Regions from separate parts of the Anser cygnoides genome. Here region 2 is linked to region 1. A link is a contact called in public Hi-C data. All regions are on one chromosome and are shown on one strand. Each heading gives the region's core, a stretch centred on a gene start, on an enhancer-like site or on the middle of the called end of the contact. The rest is flanking DNA. Distances are from core to core; before and after follow the strand shown.

Region 1 (5,203 bases), core at 1,606-4,105:
GTTTTGGGAGAGCAAGAGCACAGCAACAGCTGTGAGGGTGTGTGACACCTTTCGTGTATTTGGAGAGGTGAACTTAAAGAACAAACTGTATGGCAGGAGCTCCCAGCACAGCCAGGCTTCACTGGCTCTTCAGCAATTGCTCTTTTCCTGGGTACTTCACAGTCTGTGAATCAGCTCAGAAAATGTCTGCCCATCTCGAGTGAGGCATGCCTGGGAATCTCAAAGCTCTTTAAAAATCACATATTTAAACCTAGCACTCAGACTGGAGCAACTTCTTCACAGGTTTGTCGTCCAAGGTGTGGAAGGGTTAAAGTTATTTGCCCGGAGTGTTTAGATGCAGAGCTGAGCAGGGAACGGAGCCGAGGAGCTGCAGCTCTCAGTACGCCACTCCAAGCACTTGTCCGTAATCCCTCCTTTTCAGTTAGCAGCCGATGATAATTTATAACATTGCCTCTTAGAAAAGTGAGTGGAGTATTGCTCTCCAAAACAACCCCGGTCAGAAATCTCCCAGTACCAGCTAAAACTGCAGAAAATATTTCCGAGCGACAGACATAACTGTGCGCCTTTTTCTTCCACCTTCCTGAACACTTGGTCGTGTGGTTCTGTTCTGGTTTCGGACAGGATTGATTAGCTGCAACTCCAGTTCAGCTTGTGGAGTGTAACATTTGATTTTGCCGTGTCTTTGGTTACCAGATCATATCCTTAATACAGACTTACTTGTCAAGCAACCACTCTGTAGGCAGAGATGAAAGCAGCCGGAGAGAACGCGTTTCCTTTGCTCGTGTAGGAGAAGATGACAGGTAACATGATCTTGACCTCTGAAAGTCAGGGATAGCTCTGAGGGTGGGTAACTTGAGCCAGGACTTCTGCCCATCGTGTAACAACTACACACGCGGGTGCTGCAGCACAGACAGGGCTTAACTCGGTGGAGGGGGCTCATTCTGTGCTTGTTTTCCCAGCTGGCACTACATTGCACTGGGTCCTAACCCCTATAAAGCTAGAGTGATGTTTGGAATTAAGTGGCTAATGATATCCTGTATTAGTTGTAATTTTAGCTATTTTTTCTTTAATAGGAAAAAAACACAATTTTATTCCTAGTAGATTGTGTTGCTGAATTTTTGGGTGGAGAAGCAGCAGCTCCTGGAGTGAATTACATCTTCGAGTGATGTCACAGGGACCATCACTTCAGGGTTTTATTGCTCCCAAAGTAACACACTATCTGCCCTTTCCCAAGAATTAGTTTTGTACCATTGACAATCAGCTGAGAAGCCGAAAATATTATCTGCAGAATTTAGTAAACTAACATAAGTAGATGTGGCTGTAAACTACACATTAGCATGTGCATTTACAGATGTTCATTCTAACCCAGATGCAGCTACCGTACCTCAGAGATCTTGGAAATGTAGTGCATAGGCTTTTTTGCCATGTTCCATGGAGACCTGAAGTCACACGATGCTGTAGTTTCCATCTTTTTTTTTCTTTTTTTTTTTTTCCAGCAACTAAATTACATTATAAGGCACTAAACAGACGCTCAATATTTTCCTTATATAAATTTATCATGCGGCAATTACTGCAGTTAAACTCAGTGAAGGTATGTGATTGTAAATGGGAGGTGGCAATCAGTGTAATTAGAAAAGGAAAAGATGTGCCTGCAAAACAACCTCTGCATTACAATATTGCCCACACTATAAACACCCTACCACGTGGTGTGCCCCTTCTCAGTTACACAGTGTATGTCCTGTGTTGATTCAGGCTTGAATTACACAGTAAATCTTGTTTGTGAATTTATAGACTGTCCCTTTGAAGGCAGAATTGTGCCAGCCTATTTATTTAAAGTCCTTTTTTCACTGCAGCGGCATGCTTTTGAGATGTAATACCTTATGTGCACAATCCCTGAGTGACAGCAGCTCTGGACGCTCATGATACTTATAATACATTACATATTATCAATAAAATGTTGCAAGACATGTCATAGATCTTATTAACATAACTTTAAATTATGGGTACAAGTTTGACCTATCTGTTGATGGATTAGAAGCAAAGCATGGATTGTTAAACAGAAGTAAGAGGTTCAGGGCATCATTAAATAAACTGTTTCAAGTAAAATGTCTGCATTTCGCCATAAAAAGTCACAGCATACCTGAAAAGTTAGCCATCCCTGGGGCATGTTACAAAGTTTAAAGAAAACCAGAATTATATATTTTTTTAATTACATTTGCCACTGCCCTGATATTAATTATGATCCAAATTGTTGCCAGAGACCTTGGCTGCCCTAAAATAGTTTGCTCTGTGCATTTCCCCACCCCCCTGGCAAACTAGAAAATAACCTCTGAACTGCCAGGAGATCTAAACAGTAACCGAACCTTTGGACACCACTGAGGCTTAGCTTGCCCGCCTGTACATCCCGTTTCTGTGCCGAGGTTCATTCTGTCAAGACTAGAAATTGCCGTGACAAGGAGGGTCTGAACTGAGGTTTAGAAGTGACTCCTCAGACATGCAGGAGCCTGTACTGGCAGCCTCAGTGGCAGAATTTGGGCGCTAGATCAGAAATGGATCTTTTACGGATTTTTTCAGGAACATCTAGGATATTTGTGCATGCCTAGGTACTTTCACTAGTTTTAATTTATGGATTTATTTATGTTTTTTATTGCAGTGTGTTTACCACATCTCTGTGTGGTAGGCACTGTTGTTCTCACTTTGGCAACAGCAAAGAATTTAAAGCAAGCCATTTAAGTGACTTGCCTGAAATTATGCAGAATAACAAGGATGGGGCCAAGGACATAGATGTCCTGTTTCCCAGCCCTCTGCTTTACCATGGAGATATTCCATTTCTTTTGATTGTCATTAGGAGTTGCTTTCTACAGGAAGACACATAAGGCTCTGTCCCCCATGCTTTAACTTTTAAAACATCAAATTTTGTTTGTAGGATGTAAACTCCTGATTTTGAGGACGCATGGGTTTTCCTTAGCCTAGTGGAGACGGGAGATGGAAGGCAAGACCCTGCTAAATGACTGCCTTTTTGCATTGTTTCTATAGTATAATTTCTGGTTCAAGTACAAAACCATGACTGAGAAACACCTCTTCCGTTGGCTTGGGAGGGAATGGGGAGAGACATTTAAGAGAAATGTGTCCAGCTGGTGAGTAAGCTGGCGTGCACTACGGACTCGTTAGTAATGTTTGTTCTATTGGAGTGGACAGTCTTTTGCTGTTGACGAAAAAGCTGCCTCAGCCCATTGCACATTAAATTAAGAGACCGCACACATGTACCGTAATCACCGCGCTCTCTCCCTGCGCACTGATCAGTAATAATTACCTTTTGGGTAGGGGGTGGAAGGAGATAACCTAAATACTTTCAGGTTAATTATTACTCTCCTGTGCTCAGAAATATGCCAGCATTTTAATAACAGCAACCCTTCTGTGCTGGAGGTCCTTTGAGACTTGAAATTGGCAACAACAAAAGAACATATATCTTTGGACAACAGCACTATAAGTCATTCTGCTGCTCTCTTGTTCCTTTTTTTTAATTTCTCCCAGAGTGATGTAAAAAGCTTTCTCCGATGAGTTTAAAAATGTTGGTTTTCATTCCTACCGTGTCGTACGCTGAATAAATACAGGCACAAATAAGAGCAGCTTTAGCCCTGCACTGGACTTCCCTGTCTCTTTCTGTTAACCTTAAAGTTCACTGTGCTGAAAACTAATAGTGCCTTGTTGTCAAGAAGCCAGAATAATGACATTTTGTGCCATTATTCTAATGTGTTTTTCACTGTGCATTTTCTTTAATTATTTGCATGAGTAATATCGTTATGCATTCATGCCAATACAATTCTGATAATTAATTTACATGATGGCAATTTCTTAATGATTTTGATGTCAAAGTTAATAGCAACAGCTGATAGTTGATCTGTTGGTGCTGACATAAATTTAACTTTTAATGTATTAATGCCAAAACCAACAGCAGCATCAAATTACGCTGGAGAAAAATAAACATCCACTGGGTAAAAACTTCAGTGGAAAAGTCTGGATTGTTACCCAAGGTTCAGATGTTTAAAATTGAACCGAGGCCCCTAGACATGTTACATGTCAGATTTTTTTGTTTTATTTTGTTTCATTTATTTATTTACATCACTAATATTACTGATGTCTGAGATTTAAGAGATCAAATTATGTGATATCATGTAATAGCTGGTGGTCTTTTGCCTCCAGCTTGGTGCATATATTCCATATTTTATAACGAAAAAATGCATTAATTAGGCTTTATGTTTCTGGTTCTTTAAACATGAACTCCAAACTGCTCTGCAGTGGGGGAATCTGGGACTGGTGTCTGAGCTTGAACTTGTATCTCGGTTTGTGATTTCAGTTTGCACTGTGTGCTAATAAAACAAACGATGTGGAGACAAATAATTGTTAATATCATTAAAAAAAAGAAACAGACCAATGCATAATAAGGTTTGAAAAAACAGTAGTCTTAGTATATTTTATTATATGGAAGTGATGTATGAAGTGATAATTGTGTGTGATACTCTATGCATGTGCATATCTTTTTATATAGGCTTATGTTAAATATTACAAGACAACACAGCATGAAAGGACATTCTTCAGTCTTTGTCCAGGTGCTCTGAAGATGTCTTTAGAAGTTTACAGGCATTTTTATTTACCAGTTAAATATTTTAGTACACCTCACTATTGAAAAACTGTATGTAGAACAAATTACAATATCTATAAAATGGTGGTGGTTGTTTCCCTTTATTTTTTTAATCAAAAGCAAAGCCTCATCCCATGACACAGTTGCTAACATAATATTTATTTCCACCCGCTTCAGCCAGTTAAACGTATAGATGAAATGTTAAAAATCATTACAACTAAAATTGATCCTGCAGTGTATTTCAACCCTTTTCCCCATTGTTTTTTTTTTTTGTTTTGTTTTGTTTTTTCACCAATGATAACCACTAAGGGAGTGCGCATTTCATTTTATATAGAGAGGAAGTAATTGTACAGCCTCAATTAGACCTTCCACCACTGGATTATAAAGAGCTGTTGGTGCAGATCCAGATCGTCTGCTTTTCAAAATGCACAACCTTTCCTTCTTCAGTTTCCACAAGTGGATTGTCTGTCTATGCCTGCTGAAAGAGAAATCTCTGTTTCTGATTCCTTTTAGTCTATTTTATCCTTGCTCTCAGAAATATCAGGGTGCATACATGTTTGA
Region 2 (5,203 bases), core at 1,306-3,805, 200 kb before region 1:
AGACTTCAGAGTCATCCAGAAAAACTGGTGTTCTGCAGGTAATGAAATTGAAAGTGCGTAGCTAGTCCTCGGTTATGGTCTGAGCATGTCCCCAGTTTTTGTAAGCAGCTCCTGCAGTGTCGAATGGTATGCAAGTTACTTATTTTTAAGCTTTTCTTTGATTAATGTTAGATCTGCCTACTGGCTTTCCTTTGTAAGATAAGCAGGAGAGGGACATCAGTTAGTTGTTTGAAGCCCAGCTATACTGTGTTTTTAACCCTCGCTTCCACATGAGATTTATGTAGCTGGGCAATCACAGGAGTTGAAGCTGTTGAACGCACAGTATTTAATTCTAAAAACATTAAGTATTACTTTGTGTGGGGCTCAGAACTAAACTTGGCAAATATCAGGTGATAACTTTACTCCCCTTCTTGTCAACTTATTCTCCTCCTGCAAATCTTCACAGCTTCCAAATGAAAGGTCGATAGTAAGCTAAGAGGGCTTACATTTTAAGCACCTGCATGGTGACCTCATCTAACATCTTGTCTCACCTGGAAATAATTATCAGTTTATTTACTATGCAATAGACATTCATCCTTTCGTATTCAGCTAGCTTTTTGTTTATTGTGCCACCGGCTTTGTCTTCCTGTTACACATACAGTTGTGTTGATTTTACTTACAGTATATGCTGTGCCATTTTGATTTTTTTTTGGTTGGTTGGTTGAATAAACTTGCGACACTCGAACATTTGAAGAGAGATTTGCTAAAACAATACCAGTATTTGATCCACTTTCATCTCAACTATGATAAAACCTGGACATTTTTAGATGTTTATCAAAGGTCTTTTATTGGGGATGGGGGGGAAGTGTATGAAACAGATGTGTGACATGTGAAAGTAATGTTTGCTCTGAACAAACTTCTGAAAACTTAGTTGACAAAATTTTGGATCAACTTAAAAAGCATGACTTTTGAAATCTCTGAATGCCTTGGTTCTCAGTATTATCATTCTTTAATGACTTTTTCTTTATTAAAATAAGTAGTTTTAAGACTTCTTTCTGACAGTATTATGTAATTTTTTTTAGAGTGGGTAGATGGGAGTGTCGCTTGTATGTAACCGTACAGATGACATGTATTTGTCTATTCTTTATTATCTTAGTAGTTTCATGCTATGTATGTACCATAACCAACCTATTGCCTATGAGAAACATGTAAGATAATGTATTTACAGCCATTGTTACAAGTTTATAATGTATTTTTCTATCTTGTTTTATATGTATGTTATATAACATTCAAAAGAATTTTTTTCCTGATTGAGAAAAAAAAAAGGATACAAAATGCAAAACCCACAATTTTGATAACTGAAAAATTGCCAATTGTTTTGCAGTACTTTATTATATTGGGAGTGTTGTCTTTCTTGGGCTTTTAGTTAGCTACTGGATGAATACATTAGACATATTTGGGTTTTAGTTGGGTTTTTACATAGCTTGCATTTTAATTCTTTGGTTCTTTGCTGTTTCTATTAACCCATAGCATTATTTTAATAAATGTTATAATACCAACCTACTAACTCTGGACTATGTCTGTTTATTAACCATTACATGTTTAATTAAGTAAACAAATAAAGACGGAAGAATGTAAAGTCTTGAGTTACTGGACTAACCCTGAAGAACGTGACCACAGATAACACAACGTGACTTGTTTTTATGTTGTTTGTCGGCTGACATTCTGCACACTACTATTAAGTTGGCTTTGGTCATCCTGGCCTTTTACCTTGGGGAATAGGTGCCAGTAGATATGGGAACAAAGTAGCATTTTTTTTTTTTTGAGGCATTCTTCTTGTAGAGTCTTGCCACTTGCCTTTCAGCATCTGCATTACTAATTCCACACTTTCTTTTTCTTTCTCTAAAATAATTACTCTCAGCTCACAGCAAAAGAGCAAAGATGCCAATGTATTGGTAAATCATGATGGTGTACAGAAACCAGTTTGATTCTTTGTTGAACCATTCAGAGGTTGCAGTTAATCTCATAGCAATTTGGGATGTGTTGGTTTTGGCACCTGTTGCATTGTGGGATGTTTCCAAGCACAAAATACATCTAGATGCAATTACCGTGCATTGAAATACAAAATCTTCTTTTTTTCCTTGCCAAAAGTGCCTTATTTTCTTCATGCCATGCTATTTTTATGTAATTTTTTTGTACTTCTGCAATAGTCTATCAGTATTGCATAGCTCAGGGGAGTACAATTTCTGTAAGCCAAAGGTCAGACTGGATCATTTCGTAATGACTGCAGAAAGTACAAAAACACACCTTTCACTAAATTACCGAGCAAGAGCCATTTCAAATTCCAAGGCTGCCTTTATGTAATCTTTATCCCTGTGGATGACTGTAGCAACACGAATGCAGGGAATTGAAATGGCGAAGATGCTGTTTTGATTGTACCTCTATGCAGATTATTTTTACAGAAACATTTCTCTCTCTTAAAACTTCTGTTGTCTGAGGCTCCTTTACGTAGCCTGGGTAGTCCGCCTGGACTTGCAATCTTAAGAGGACAGTTATAGCTAATGTCAAGGGAGATCGTTGATGTAGATCACTCTTCAGATACCTGCAGTTCTTGTGAAACCCCATTTTTTTTATGTAGATAGTAAAAAATTCAGACAATGAGGCAATGAGGCTTTGCATTTGTTCTGAACCTTTAATTTATGATGTTTCAAACTACACATCTTGAAATCTATGTGATAGAAAACTTTAAGAAGTTCTTATATGTAGTAATTAAAATAGAATGTATCTTTATTTTATGGAGGAAAAATAGGTTAGCTATGATGAAGACGTTTTATAATAGTGTGTACTTTTTAGTTTGTTTTACAAAAGTGTTTAGGTACAGCTAGAATATCAATGCATTTAGAATAGTTTCACTTGTACAGAAATATAAACAGATGGTGAATATAGTGTTATCCTAAAAGTCAGTCACAGTTAGATGGTGGAAAAAAAAAAACAGATAACATTGAGACCTTTTGATTAGGTAATGGCACAGGTGTCATTTCAGATCTGCTAGTTTATATTATTAAAATATTTAATCAGAGGCACGCATTTAAACTCTGAAGTATTCTCTGGTGTAAGTGAAACTATTCAAATACGGCAAAGTAATAATGTCTTATATTGAAAAATAGTTCTACAACTACTACTTTTCTGCAATATTTTTAACGTTTTCTGTTTTTATTAGATACGAACTACTGTCATACTTTGTTCACAGTGCATTTTCATCTCATTCTTTAAAGTAGTGAAAATTGCCTTAAATTTTGAAGTACTTTAAAGTTGAAGGAAAGAAAAAAAATCGAAAATTTATGCTAATTGCTGTTGACCACCAAATGCATTTCTCAGTTTACCTAAGTGCCTGTCTGAAAATTTAACTATTTTATACTTTGCCTGCTTGTAGGAAAGACACAGGCTATTTTTAGAACTGAATTTGAGGATGGTTTCAATATTGCTACATCACTGGAGCTAGGTTGTTTTTTTTGTTTCTTTTCTGGGGTTAAATTGTCTTTACATTTGAAAGATCATACATTCAAGTTAAGTAGAGCGTTGCTGGTCCATCAAATAAAATGGTTTAATCTTAGGATAAACCTCTTATTTTTTTTTAAGTACCTCAGAATGTAAACAAAAACACCACAGAACCTTTTAAAATGAAATCTCAGCAATGCTATTGATTTCTTAAGTGAAATGTTGAACTAAATTATAACAAATTTTACTTCTCCAATATTTTTTTTTTCTGTGCTACCAATCTAGAAAATACTTCATAAAGAGTCTTCAGGGATATCTTTCAAAAGATTTTTAATGAACATATGCTGAGTGTATACTGATGATTTTGATATTTTATTTGAACAGATCTTTAAAAAGCATGTAAAAAAAAAAAAATCTGCACATAACGGTTTATTCCAAGAGGGACTCTCCGAGGGGGACCACTAAAAAGTTTTCTGCCCTGATAATGCAGGGAAGCATTGAAGTGTGTTGCTGCCCATTAAGAAATCATTGTAACTTGGGAGAAACATACTCACAAGTATATGAAACTTAGTTCTTTGTATCTGGGTAACAATTGCAGTCATCATAAATAGCATGTTGTACAGAGTGAAATCTGAATAACACATTCCTAGAGTGAAAGTACATAATTGTTACTGGAATTTGTTTTTAATATACTAAATATATTTTTCTAAAGCCCTGTTAATGGAAAACTGTTCAAATAACACAAGCCATAACGTTAACGCATGGTGATCAATGTTGAATCAAACTGGTTAACAAAAGTACAGTGCTCTTCCTTCTATGTGCCTGCGCACTAATTGCAGGTGGTACGGTTCTGCGTAGGAGCGGGCGGGAGGCGCAGCGGGTGGGTCCTTGCAGCGCCCATTTCTCGATGCCAGCAGTCCGGATGTCCGTCTCTGACAACAGGCTAACTGGGAGGAATCTTGACTCCCAAGGCAAAGATTAGCTGAGATCTGAAACTCTTCGAAGATTTAATTTAAAAAGAAATACATATATACATATATGCTTCTACTTGTATTATGGCAGTTTGTGTGAAACATTTAAGGTTTTGTTTGTGCAAAATAATGTATTCTGAGGGGAAAAAAAAACATGGACATTGCCAAAACACATGTAAATAAAACACCAATTATGACTGTACATTATGTGCAATAAAATAACTGGAAAAAAGTGCATGTACTTTATCCTCAAGCAAATTGACAGCTCTCAAAGCTGTAGCTATAGTATTATTTTCTGAAAAAGTTAAATTTTATTCTGTATCTAAACAGCAGAATAAAGAATGTACATTTTTCACACTTCAATTTTCATTAATGCTTTTAGCACTGTTATGAAAGGTGTTATTTGTTGAAGAGACAAATTTTCATGGTCATCTGATTAACAGGATTTTTTTGTTTGTTTTTTGCTTTACATTTGCTTAATGGATATGCTGTGTTGTCTGTAACTGTAAATGAAGCAAGTATGCATTATTTACCATAAACACAATATACATTTGCATGATAGATTTATGGATGCATCAATTTTATTGATTTCTTGGAGATGACCAAGTGATGGTGATGATGTTATAGTTCTGGAAGCACCACTGTAACAAGTGTTAGAGCTAATAAGAGAAGAAGTACTTTTTATTAAAGCTAGCATACAGTTTTTAGTTTATTCTGGTTACTATATAAAATTAGGAAAATAACTTGCCATCCTA

What was found. Hi-C and Micro-C count contacts between places; a contact is called where the count stands out from the background.
Region 2: a Hi-C map of liver shows a contact between it and region 1, with 2.0 times the contacts expected there. The contact joins two enhancer-like sites. A contact is called at or near these places in 2 of 7 Hi-C or Micro-C datasets (both in liver).

What each region holds. Positions count from the first base shown.
Region 1 is chr3:48,555,358-48,560,560 of Taihu_goose_T2T_genome, reverse strand. All of the region lies in intron 5 of LOC136790427 (a long non-coding RNA gene), which reads left to right. Among named protein-coding and RNA genes, the nearest start is that of QKI, 350 kb to the left of the region's middle. Within about 2 kb of position 2,855, at least 2 of the 3 cell types and tissues checked have open chromatin away from gene starts, as enhancers often do. A contact at or near this core is called in liver, where this site is marked.
Region 2 is chr3:48,751,898-48,757,100 of Taihu_goose_T2T_genome, reverse strand. All of the region lies in intron 8 of QKI (QKI, KH domain containing RNA binding), which reads left to right. Among named protein-coding and RNA genes, the nearest start is that of QKI, 150 kb to the left of the region's middle. Within about 2 kb of position 2,555, at least 1 of the 3 cell types and tissues checked has open chromatin away from gene starts, as enhancers often do. A contact at or near this core is called in liver, where this site is marked.